Linked DNA regions of Zea mays: region 1 is linked to region 2. Evidence: chromatin contacts called from public Hi-C data. All regions are on one chromosome and are shown on one strand. Each heading gives the region's core, a stretch centred on a gene start, on an enhancer-like site or on the middle of the called end of the contact. The rest is flanking DNA. Distances are from core to core; before and after follow the strand shown. Region 1 holds the start of LOC103637721. Region 2 has its middle 67 kb from the start of LOC103637719.

Region 1 (6,841 bases), core at 2,658-5,157, 280 kb before region 2:
ACCTTGTCTAGCCAAGGAGCAACAACTTGAGGATTCCAATCAAGATGAGCAGCCATGATGCCAAAGTGCTGCAAAACTTGGTCCTCATTCTTGCTTCCTCTGTGGAAACTGGTGCTTTCAATATTAGGACGTTTTTAGAAGAGGCTTTCCGTCATTTGGGTGACGAGCCTTACCTTCTCAATGCTCTTCTTGCTATTCGTAAGGAGGTAGACAAGATGGAGCAGGATGCACTGGAGAGCAAAGCACGGTCTGACCCAGAGAAGGAGAGGATGGAGGAACAAATTCACCTTGCTGAGCCTGCAAAGACAAGGCCTAGACAATTCACTTACACCCCCCTTCCTCACCAGAATTGTACGAGCCCAGTGACAATGACTCCTACGACTCGGACAGGTCCACTAGGTATAGCATTTGGAACCTGTAAGAGTGGTACCTCGACCTTTGTCGTAGTGGCACATATGCATCCAAATAAATTAGGAACTTCTGTGTTATGTCTGTGATGCATGCGTAACCAATGTAGGACTGCTTCAAGCTAATGTTCGATTTGTAAGAACCTTGTGTCGAATGCTTCATCCTTTTAAATGAATGTATGCGAATGGGTGCATCCTTATGATCATTTTCTGTCACCGTAATGTGCAATTAATTCGAGTTAGTATTTTATGCTCCAACTTTGTTATCTGTTGTCCTTCTTAATGTATCTATGTATTTGATTCCAGAATGGGTGAGAACAACTCAAATACACCTTTTCGACCACCTGGTGGCAGCCCCAATTCAGGTAACCAAATCTTCCCCCCACCCCTGTGGGATCCTCAGATGTGGCAGCCCCAAGGTTTGGACCCAACACAGCCTTCTATGTTTAGTAATCCTACATCCCATATGACCAATCCTATCTGGTCCCAGGGACATAATGACCCTTCTCTATATACCTTCCGTAGTCCATGGAACCCATATTTTGGAATGACGAATCCTGGGGGTCCTCCTACACAAACATCTTTCGGTCAACCACAGCTGGTACCACCCATTCAATGTCCTCAGGTTTCCACCCATGTACCAAACCAGACAGACCCTGTCAATTTTGAATCCGAAGCAGAACACAGTGTCCAGGAAGTTAACAGCCCTACCAAACCTTCTGATACACCTGGGACTTTTAGGAGGACAAAGGAACAGAACTTCAAACCTGATGAAGACCTGTTGCTTTGCAAAACATGGCTAGAGATTAGTAGTGACCCAGTTATTAGCACAGGGCAGAGGAAGGAGGGTTTGTGGGCTAGAATTGAGAAAAGGTACAATGAACTTAGAGGTGAGTTTCCTTTGAGGCTAAATAGGGCTCTCAGCAGCAGGTGGGACAAAATAAGAGCTGAAACAGGAAAATTTGCTGGATTCTATGCAAGAGTCCTAAGGGAAAACCAGAGTGGCCTCACAGATAACGACAAGGTAAACTGATATTAATTTCGAATAAGTTTTGTATGTCAATGTATCTGTAATCGTACTGGTATACGTTGACTCATGTGTGGTTGTCATTCTTGTGTAGACATCGAAAGCTGCAACTCTTTATGCAACCTCACAGAAAAAGCCATTTCATTTCATGCATTGCTGGACGCGCCTTAAAAACGAACCGAAATGGGATGCCATGGTTCATGGGAGCCCCTGGAGAGGCACTGCGGGGACGGAGCCTGCCCGTAGTCTTACACCTACAGGCTCTGTTAATGAAGTTGAATATGATGAAGGTGGTTCACGAGGGAAGAGACCATTAGGACGTGACTCCGCGAAAGCTTCAAGGAAGAAGTCAATGTCCACTTCATCTCAGTCTACTGACTACCTTTCTAAAATCCATGACATGCAAGTAGCAAGATTCAAGCAAAGTGAAGAAAAATCAGACCAAAAGCAGCAGAACATTGAGTTCATGAAGGAAGTTGAACTGAAGAAGTTGGAGGTGCAATCCAAGGAAATACAAGTACAGGAAAAAAATTGATGATGGAAGATAGGAAGCAAAAAGACGAAGAGCTCAACAAACTTTATGCTATGGACATGGATGCTTTACCTGAAGAATTGAGAGCTGTTTACATCGCAAGGAGAAAAGGTTTAATCGAATATTTCATCAACAATCCTGTGTGACGAGTACTACTGTTTTCCATAAGGTGTTTGTCACCTTTGTATCGGCGAACCGTGGTCGTCTGTGTTTCGACATGTCTATTTTAGAGTGGTTGAACAATTCCTTAGTTGTTTCAGTTCATCAGCTTGGTTTTTGAACATTGTTTATTTTCACATAATTGATATTCATAATAAGGATTCTGATACATGACTTCAAGTTTGGAAACTTATGCAACTAATTTGTACCAGAGGCATTACACTTAGAAGGAACTATCACTTCTCTACCAGGGACATACATAGCACATACGACATCTAGTCCTGGTACACAACGTTGACTTCATAATTGAAAGTGAACAACATTGGTATAGCACATCCTTTGGAAACTAGGCATCAACCCATGGAGCCTCGACGAGCCCAGAGGTGTTCTATGAGGTTGTGCTGTAAAGACAAGTAAGTTGCCTGACATGTGAGATCCTGGTCCGGATCGTTTGGTAACTCTGAGCGGATATGATTGTTCAGCCACTCGTTGCGGACCTCAGGAGTATTGTTACACGGCTCTGGTGGCCCAGAGGGGCCAATGAAGTCCACATTAGCTGCACCATCTCCTTCGTCCTCGACAATCATGTTGTGCATAATAATGCAAGCAGTCATCATGTCTGCAAGGTGATTACGATCCCAACCATAAGCGGGTCCACGTAGAACAGCCCACCTTGCCTGCAAAACTCCAAATGCTCGCTCAATGTCTTTTCGACAACTCTCTTGCTTGGTTGTAAAGTGAACCTTTTTTTCCTCAAATGCGTGGCGAATAGCTTTTACAAAGGTAGGCCAATTTGGATATATGCCATCTGCTAAGTAGTATCCGAAATTGTAAGTGGTCCCATTAATAGTGAAGTGCACTGGTGGCATCGTCCCGTTACGTAACGGATCAAACACAGGTGACCGATGAAGCACGTTGAGATCATTGTTCGTACCAGGCATTCCAAAGAAGGCATGCCAAATCCACAAATCGTACCCTGCGACTGCCTCTAGTATCATTGTTGGCCTCGAATTGCGCCCACAAAACTGTCCGCGCCATGCAGTAGGACAGTTGCGCCATTCCCAATGCATACAATCAATAGAGCCAAGCATACCCGGAAACCCCCTGTCGGCGTTTACACGTAGTATGCGAGCAATGTCGTCGTGGTTAGGGATACGAAGGTATCGTTCGCTAAAGCAAGAGATGATTGCGCGACAAAAACGGATAAGGCAGTCTCTAGCGGTAGTCTGTCCAATCTGTATGTACTCATCTACCGCATCGGTTGGTAACCCATACGCAAGGATACGCAATGCAGCACAAACCTTTTGCAATGGACCAAGCCCTGCTAAACCGGTTGCATCAGAACGAATAGTGAAGTATTCGTCTTCTCGCTGAACGGCACGAAGGATACGTAGGAACAAAGGACGATGCATCCGAAACCTGTGCACGATAATAAAGCAAAAAATTAACAAAACAAACCTAGAAATGAAAGTAAAATCATAACTTACGAAATGTACCTTCGACGAAATACATGTGATGGATACACAGGATTAGGTCCGAAGTAGTGATGTTTGATGAGATTTTCTCCAGCAGCGTGGTCCCTATGGATAACTCGGCGAGGCAATGAGGAGCGCCTACGCCGCGTGCTCGTGTCTCCTACTACAAGGTGCTCAACATGTTGGGCAAGCAACAAGGTATCGATCTCATCGTCGGAATCGTCGGATGACGACGAGAACACAAGGCTTTTCAATGACTCCATGACGACCTAAACTACGAGTCGTACTACGGACTTCTTAAGGAATGGCGGATGATATAGAAGAGGTGAGTGTGTAGATGAATGGAGCATGTGCCCAGGGGTACCTTATTTATAGGTGCCCTAGGTGTGTGAAGGAAGCCAGACGGTCGTGGCTTCCGGTAGAAGCCAGTCGTGTCGTGGAAGCCAGTCGTGTCGTGGACTAGAAGAATGAAAATTTGTATTTCTAAAAAACATAAATTCGGACCGTATTTATACTAACGTATGAATAGTAATTATTAAGGTCGCTAATTACATGTGGACCAAAATTCGCCGGTGTACTAAGCAATTAATAAATAATAACAATTTAAAGATTTCATGGTAGTTGAGTTAGTTGATGATGAAAATATATAATATTGGTGTGGTGGGGTATAGAGGATTGTTATAGGGGGAACCGCTGTAGAGCGTGGATATATAGGGGGAGAGAGATTGCTGACGTGGCACGTGAGTGGGATATAGGGGGACAAATTTAGGGGAACCGCTGAAGACAGTCTCAGGTCGAGATCGAAACCGACTCCGCTTCCGCCTTCCCCGCCGTTGGGGTTCATCAGCAGTTCGCAGGGTAAAGAAAGGGCGGCCGCGATGTGGGTGGAAATCCTGTGCGGCCTGGTGGTCTACAAGATCATCCAACGCGTCTTCTTCGCCGGCGGCGACGACGCTTCCTACCTCGCCGACCTCGACTCCTCCCACTCCGATCTCTGCTTCGCCGTCGCCTCCAGGTTCCACTCCTTCCCCCACTCTGACTCTTTATGGACAAGAGAAACCCACCCTACTGACCCCACCGTCGGTTCCGATTCCCCCTTCCAGGCTCGAGAAGCTCTACGCCGGTCGATGCTTCGTCGGTCTCCGCATCCCCGACCCCGACGCCGGCGAGCGCCAGCATATCGACGTTGTCCTCGTTACCAAGAGGTCAGTCTGTCCTGCCACTTCGCAATTTCCAACCTCGTCAGCTAGAATGTTTTTTTGTTCCTTTTAAGAAATTATCAGGAGCGAAGATATGTGCAGCTATCAATTGGGTATACTGCCTTGAGATTACAGAGATAATGCATTGCAGAACGATGATGTTAGTGCCAAAAAATTGTAGGGTGCCTGATCTATTAGTCCTTTTGTTTTTCTCAAGTGCCCAATCTCACTCTTTTTTTGAGCGATAACGGCAGGAGCTGTACCTTTCAATTAAGAAGAATGGAAATGACCCAACTTTAACTTTTTAAGGAAAACGCCCAAAACCTACACAGAGTGCACAAACAACAAACAGAAACAACCTAGACATCGGCATCCACACACACAAAACCCATCCAAAGTCACCATTGCCGAGCTCAACACAAGGGATGGGCAACTCCGACTCCGCAAGACGGGCCGCACATGGCCAAGGAACACGACGACGCTAACACCCAAACACCGGAACAGAAGGAGGAAGATCGCAGTGCGGCGTCGTTGCCAAGCCTCAACACACCCCACGCGAGGCAGCTCCGATTCTACACCAACGAGCATGATCCTCCGCCCCGCCCCGCCCCTGGCATATGCCCAACCCCCGAAACAATTCAGTCCATGAAGAAAGGGGAGTTTTGCCTCATGTCATTGTTGCCGAGCCACATCTCCTGACGCAACAGCTTTAACTTCATGTTGCAAAACCCCACCTCCATCCGCATACCGGACGCCGAGAAGCGAAAGCAACAACCGAAGGTGATGCCGTGATCGAGACGAACTTCAATAGCGACGCATTCAGGAAGGGAGTGACGTCTGGGACGCCACCGTCGTCTGTCCGAGATGGATCGGGCTTTTGCCCATGGAAGACAGTGCTAGGGAATGTGACACCCTCAACAGGGAAGCAATGCTCACGGGCGTCACCACCACTGAGGATTTCGCCCAAGATGTCCCCTAGCACCTCGCCAGGCCAAGACCTTGGGACAAAACATGTAGCCTCCGTCGTCGTCGCCGCCCTGACATCCGCACAAACCCTACGAGAGGGGTGTTGACGTGTCAACTGCCACATGTCCGCAGCAGTCGCAAAGCTGCGTCGGTCGCCACCCCCCAACAGGGCACACAAAACCAGGTAGCACCTTGCCGCAAGCGTCACACAGCCACGCGCCAGAGTCGATGCCGTCAGTCGCCGTCGGCCCTAGCACATGCGACTACCGAAGCTAGTTGCCGCCGGCCACTCCGCCACTCTGCGCCTGCCCGACCACTGCCAGTGCCGCCGCAGACGACCACACCGAGCCCCACGCGGCGCAGGAGAGGTGACACCCGCAGGCTTGAGCCACCCCACGCCGCCAAGACACCAAAGAGAGGAGGGCCCCGCCACCGCCATCTCGGCCGGCCGCGCAGCCCTGCCGGCGCACCTGCCGGGCTACATGACGCATCCTCTCCGCTCGTGGCGGTCATCCCCTCCCCGAGTAGATCCGCCCTTCGCGCAAGAACGCGACGACCCAGACGCAGACGCGGGTGCCCCCCCCCCCCCCCACGCACAGAAGAACTTCATCCGCCCTAACTATGGCGGTGAGGACAAGCGTCTGTCCAGCAACCAGGACATCACCACCGCCAACCTCCCCGACGAAGACCATAGCAACACCCCGCCCACGCCGCCGGCCACGGTCACCACCGCCAGCCACCCATCACGTCAGAGCGCGGGTGGTGGCCGGTGGGAGCACAGGCGGAGAATGGTTGCTTGATGGCAACTGCACGAACCTGGAGGACCTGCCTACATATGCCCACCATCCACCACGCCAGAGCAGGAAGGAATACGAAGACAGGCGGGCGGAGGCAAGGACCTAATTGAAACTGGCAGTAGATGAGAAAGGTCCCTGGAGATCCGGCGAGAGCATGGACAGAGCGGTGGCCGCCCGCGGAGATCTGGCAAGCGGGAGCACAGGCGGAGCTCGCACAGCAGCCAGCCGCCACCAACATGACTGCATGCGCCTCCGCTCTCTGCATCGACATGCCCACTC
Region 2 (6,342 bases), core at 2,283-4,782:
TTCCATGCCCCCGCCTAGATGCCTATGTTCCCCGTCTTCTCGGCCTCGGCGCCTCTTCCCACGCCCGCTGCCCCTAGTTTCCCCGGATTCACCGGCCTCGGTGCCGCGCCGTGACCCCGCTCCAGTCCTCGGCGCACGCTGTCTCCGCTCACCCCCTCCCTCCCCACCCACTGACCCACCCATGTGCGCAAAATCCACACTCTCCCCCCCTCCATGCCCCGCGTCCATGATGCTCACCTCCCCTGCATCCCTGCGCGTGCGTCCACGATGGCCGAGATCCACGACCGCTGCCCCCTCCCCCGCAACAGTTGTCGTCCACCCTCTCCCCCTACCGCGTTCGCGTGCGTCGTGCCCGCTCCGACTGGGCAATCGCCGCCATCGTTCTCTCCATCTCTCTAGCCACCAAGTTAGTAGCGCAAGGAGAGGAACATGGGGACACCGGAGACGTCGCGAGAGCCGTGCCTGGACCTGATCCTGGACGATCGCAGGGGCAGCATGGAGCTGTCGATTGTCGGCGATTGTCGGATCGGACAATAGTGTATTGGGCACCACCGTGGCGCGCGGGCTTAGAGCGTGTGCATCCAGCAACAGGTGAGCAATGGCGTGCACGGTAAGCCGCACGACAGCACAGACCACGAGCACGAAATCTGCCACCGTGGTTTCGTGCCTGACTAGGTGGGGATTGGCTGCATAGAAGGAACACACATTAGATCAATATAGCTTAATGAGTGCTTGATTGAATGCTGGAACTAAACATCGTGTCCCAGGTGGCAATGGTCTCTAAGTAAGGCGAGAATGGACACCCATGGGAATCACTGGATCTGTTTACGCTCGTCATCTGGTCCAACACTAGGTCAGTTTCGTCTATACTTGATCTTGTTTGCTTTGCATATAAATTATCATACCATTTTGCTAGGATTGACGATCATCCCAGTTTGATTCAGGAACCTAGGTATTAAGTGATGTGATGGGGTAGTTTCAAAGTACCAAATTTGTGTTATGATAACCTATACGATTCTATATTGTTGCAAAAGTGCCCAGTTTGATTTAGAAATGCATAACTGTTTTTGGTATGAAGTCCACCACATTTTTCCTGATAATATTGCAATATGACTTTAATAGCAACTTTGTGATTGCTATTTCAAGTGCCTCCTGCTCAAAATGGTGTTCTGAAGGCTTCAGAATGACTGATGGCTGTTCGAAAAGGGTCTTCGTCAAACACTCACTGCATCTGAATCACAGTAATGAGTGAAGGAAAAAGGTGATGCCTAAGAGGGGGGGGGGGTGAATTCGACTTCTTAAGCTTTCTCTAAACCAGGCCACAAATAAATCCCTAGAGCAAAACTTATGCAAATAATCAAACTAGAATGTGCAAACTAGGTTTTGTCTAAGTGTTGCTATCTCTACTACAATGTCTAAGTTTCAATCCTAAATAATCTAAGTATAAAGACAAGGTTGAAACTTAAGTGCTTAATATAAATGTGGAAGCTTAAAGAGCAAGGTAGAGATGCAAACTCTCGTGGATGACGCCGATATTTTTACCGAGGTATCCGGAACCACGCAAGGTCCTGACTAATCCTCGTTGGTGCCCCTACGCAAAGGGAAGCCCACGCGAGGGCCAAGCACCACGGCCGAGTAACTCCGTAGAGAGCCACAGGCCTTCTCCACGCGCAAGTGGTGCTTCGCTTCCGGCTGCTCTCGGACGCTCCCCTCTGTCTCCACTATTGAGCTTCCGGCCGAAAATGCCACGAGCCTCGTTCGCTTCGGTACACGGTGGTGGCCGTGACACAAACGCGGTTGTCATAGTCTCGCAAGACTCTCACCCCACTCGGTACAATTACAACGTCTCTCGCAAGAGCCGAGGGTTGTGTGGTTTTTCTAAACTCACTCAATTAACTAGGATTCATCTAGAGCAAGCGCTAAAGCGGTCTAACTTACCTAAGCACTTCGCAAAGCACCTACGCTAATCACCGAGTGATTCTATTAAGCACTTGGGTGTATGATCACTTGGAAATGTCTATTCTATGTCTTGGTATGTTGCTTGGGATCCCTGTAAAACCCAAAAAAATGTATTCAAGAGAGTATAGTCGATCTCCTTATTTTATGTGCCATATGTTCATCTTAAAAGAGCATACCTTTAATTAAGAGAGATGAATTAAAACAAATGATACAAAAATGGAATATGCATCATGCTGAGGTTTTATTTTGTGTGCATTCTGTGATAACATAAAAATAAAGTAAAAAAGGAATATATTAATACCCAAATTGGAAGTAAGACTTAAATTTGAATTTTGGGGATTAGAGGAGAAGAGCACTAGTACCACAAAATAGACATCGAAATAAATAAATAAGTAAAACTCCCTCATACCATGTTTAAGATGTACATTTTATGAGAAAATAAATGTACTAGGAAGTTTGGATTTGAAATTGGAATTTAAATTTGAAAGCAAAAGAAAGGAAAGTGAAAAAAATAAAAGAAAAATAAAAAGAAAAAAACGAATAGGGAGCTTACTGGGCCGGGACGCCATTTTCAGCCTAACCTGAACCCCTGCGTCACCGGCCTACGTTGTCCAGGGGATGCGTTTTCACTCTCTGCCGTGTGGGCTCGACTGCATGACGCAATCACGTGCGCGCCTTGGGCTCTCGGCGCCGACAGGTGGGTCCTCCGTGTAGGCCACTCGTAACCGCGCGCGTACTTAGCTGTGTCACTTCTAGGCGGGACCCGTGGGTCAGTCGGGACTTCGCTATCGGCGCGCACGACTGCAACTGCATGGTGGGACCGTCCGGTCAGCCCATGCTCCGTCTTCCTCGCCGAATCCCAACCAACATCACAGATTCGGCGGGCAGCTGGCTGACTTGTGCCCTGCGTCCATAAAAGGGGGGAGAAGATCCCCGACCCCGCACAACATCCCTCATCTACACCATTGAGAACGTTGTGCCGTGGAGAGAAAGCAGAAGGGTGGAGGGAGATCTGCCGCCGCCGCAGGATCGATCACCCACTGCTGGTGACCTCCGTCCGCGTCGACTCTCCACTGGGTGTTTGGACCCGTGACTTCATCGTCGGGTGTGAAGTGCATGCGGGGAGTTACTGGGCTTGGGAAGCCGGCCAAGCATGGGCAATTTCTCATCGGAGAAATCTTCCACCGCCGAACATTGGGGCACCGTGGCTAACTCATCTACCCCCCTTATCTACCGGTAAGGAATCCACCGACGCATTCACCTTTTCCTCCCCTTTAATTTGAACGAAGTCGTGTTCGCAGTGGGGTAGTAGAAGGCGGGGTCGATGTTCACGGCAATGGCGCCGTCGCGTTCTGCGCGCGCCGCCGTGGGGAGTTCGGCTGCAGGCGTGGGGTAGATGATGGGACGATGGCCGTTGATCCCCTAGCAAACGGCTAGGATTAGATCTTGACAAATTAAATACTGAGCGTCAGATTAGATTTGGGTGGCCATGATTTGATTAGGCGTACCCTTTCGTCTCATAAAATCATGACCGTAGAAGGCGTAATCGACGATCCCCAGCGCGTACCGATTCATTAAAAGGCTAGATCTCATCCAGGCCCTAGAATCTTGATTGTGCGGCTGAAAACCCTCGATACCTCTTCGGCCCTGGCACATTTTCTTAAGAGCCCCTGGGTTTCTTAGGAATTAACCCGCACTCCAAGCGCCAGTGGTCTGTGTCTTGGGAAGACTTCGGTTTTGCCCCCTGCACTTCTCTGTATTTGAGGCCCAGTCCAGATAATTGATAAAACCAGGAAAATTATTTAGAAAATAGTTTTTCGTACATATTTAATTGCAGAAACTTGTTTAATTTGTAAAAAATTCTTATGAACTCCAAATTGGTCCATTCTAGTTCCTAAATTTTTTGTAATATTATTGTTCATCCATTAGTGCCTCTGTTTTGGCATGAAAGACTCAGTAAAATTTATCTATTACATAATCTGGTATTAAATACATAAAATCTATGGAAAGTCACAACTAAAAATCTATAACTCCAAATTTAATGATCCCAGTTCTTATGATCTTATTTTAATGTGTAGATTATTATTGTGTATTTTATTTACATGTTTAGTGTGATGTTAATTTTTGCTATACTATGTATGTATTGTGTTGATGCGAGTAGACGAGCAAGTCATAGAGGTTCCTGAGGTTCAGCTGGTAGAGACTGCTGAGTAGGACCTCGTTGAAGGCAAGTTGTGCCCTTGATCACTTCCTTTTTACCCAGTCATGTTCTTATTAATCATAATGATCTGCATAGGTTAATTTTGATGTGACCCAATAGGTTACCCTAGATTTTGACTATCTTTATACCTTGTTTCACCACTGGTTTTACTACTAAATTTTTGGGTAGTACATGCTATTGCTTTATGTGGCTTTGGGTATAGAGATATTCACTACTCATTTTAATACTTTTTTATTATCTGTTTATTATTTACTGTTCATGGAAAGATCATTATGTTAATGGGAACATGGAGAACCACACGGGAAAACAGTGCTACCACAAGGGTTTAATGGGACGCCCTTGGCTGATTAACTAGGAAAGCTAGTGGATGACTACCTTACCCGAAAGGGGCAAGGGCAGTAGGGGAGTGGTCAGTGTAGGGAGGTCCTTGGGTTGATTTTGCTGCGATGGCGGTCATGCGAGGGATTCCTGCACTGGAGCTTCCTATAAACTGTAGCGGTTTTCTGAAGCTAGTGGAACTTTGTAAAGGCCTCGTAGTGGTACCCTGCCTCGCTTCCTTGGTAGAGGTGTATGGGGTCTGATCAACTCTGTGGCAAATGGGTAACACAACTTGTGGGTAAAGATGCGCAACCTCTGCAGAGTGTAAAACTGGTATACTAGCCGTGCTCACGGTCATGAGCGGCTCGGACACTCACTTGATTAACTTATGGAACTTAAATTCAATTTTTCATTTGCATTGCATCTAGGATTATTTTATTATTACTTTTACTTATTATTATTATGGTTTGGTATTTACTTACACTTAGTAACTGCTAATAAAATTTTGACCAAGATATAAAAGCAATGCTCAGCTTCAGCCTTTATTACATTGATTTGCCTTACACTTCACATGAACTCACACCTTTGGTGAGTTCATGCACATTATGCCCCACAACTTGTTGAGCGATGAACATGTGTGAGCTCACCCTTGCTGTCTCACACCCCCCACAGGAGAAGAACATGTTGTTCAAGTGGAGTCACACATCGAGGAGTTCGATTCGATCTAGGTGGCGTCTCCCAGTTGACTTTCTAGCGCCAAGGATGGATTTTAGATCCTGTTATAGTTATCTTTTATTTTTGTAAGTCTTCCGCTATATAATAAGTACTCTGATTATTGTGACATTTATCTCTATACACTCTGTTATTATATGTGTTGTCTTCTTTGGCGCATGTATGAGATGCACCCGGCTTTGTCCCTTAAAACCGGGTGTGACAGAAGTGGTATCAGAGAAAAATGTTGACTGTAGGACAAAACCTAGATAGAAATGGACAAAACCCTTACCTACTTACCTTACTCTGATTCTTTCTATACTTATCTTGATCCTGTCTCACCTTCTACTATTCTACTCTGATCATTCTTATCTTTTCTACTCTAAGACAAGATGTATTTCACACCTTGAAATCCTACACTTATGATCTTTTTAAGAAATAGGAAACCTAAGACAAAATTAAAATTATTTTCTTTATTTAAAAATGTTGGTTGATTGTTCTGATGATCAATGCCTGATTTGCTTCTTTGATTGATTGAAATAGTATAGACGGGCATCTTAGCATGTACCACCATAAGGTAATGAATTAGCTTTAGTAGGCAACACACTTAGCTAATAAATCCCCAAAAGTAACGTGCTTCGTAATTACATGCCTTGCCTACAGTCCTTTCTTTCTTACTCTAAGTTTCTAACCTAGATGGGCTACCCCTATAGTGTTAGAAGAGATCAGTATAGACGTGATCCTTGGTATGTCATAGTTAAGAAAGGTAAAGGAAGTTTATACACTGTGCTAAAGGAACCATAGAACTCACCAGTTCCAAAGGAGAAAGATTTGAAAGTTGGAATTGCAGTAACTACTGCCACCAGACTAGCGACATTCTTAGTAGATGGGAAGTTTGTTGGTGACAACATCCATGTGGTTAGGTGAAAGTCGCCTAGAGGGAGGGTGGATAGGCGGAATCTGAAATTTACAAACTTAAGCACACACTACAAGCCGGGGTTAGCGTTAGAATTAAATCCGAGTCCGAAAGAGAGGGAAAACAAATCAACCAAGAAATAAAGCAGATGAACACAATGATTTGTTTTACCGAGGTTCAGTTCCAAAGAACCTAGTCCCTGTTGAGGTGGTCACAA

The links. A called contact is a pair of places that touch in the nucleus more often than the background predicts.
Region 1: a contact with region 2 is called in a Hi-C map of ear, with 2.2 times the contacts expected there. The contact joins the promoter of LOC103637721 here to the enhancer-like site in region 2. A contact is called at or near these places in 2 of 25 Hi-C or Micro-C datasets (ear and tassel).

Annotation. Positions count from the first base shown.
Region 1 is chr1:104,119,518-104,126,358 of Zm-B73-REFERENCE-NAM-5.0, reverse strand. It overlaps LOC103637721, which reads right to left and starts at 3,907. Exons shown (of 2, transcript XM_020547163.2): 1 at 3,622-3,907; 2 at 2,293-3,544. The coding sequence starts at 3,863. The coding sequence ends at 2,479. It also overlaps a transcript of LOC100278967 not described here.
Region 2 is chr1:103,844,406-103,850,747 of Zm-B73-REFERENCE-NAM-5.0, reverse strand. No RefSeq gene overlaps it. Among protein-coding and RNA genes, the nearest start is that of LOC103637719, 67 kb to the left of the region's middle. Within about 2 kb of position 3,532, at least 16 of the 20 cell types and tissues checked have an H3K27ac peak or open chromatin away from gene starts, as enhancers often do. A contact at or near this core is called in ear and tassel, where this site is marked.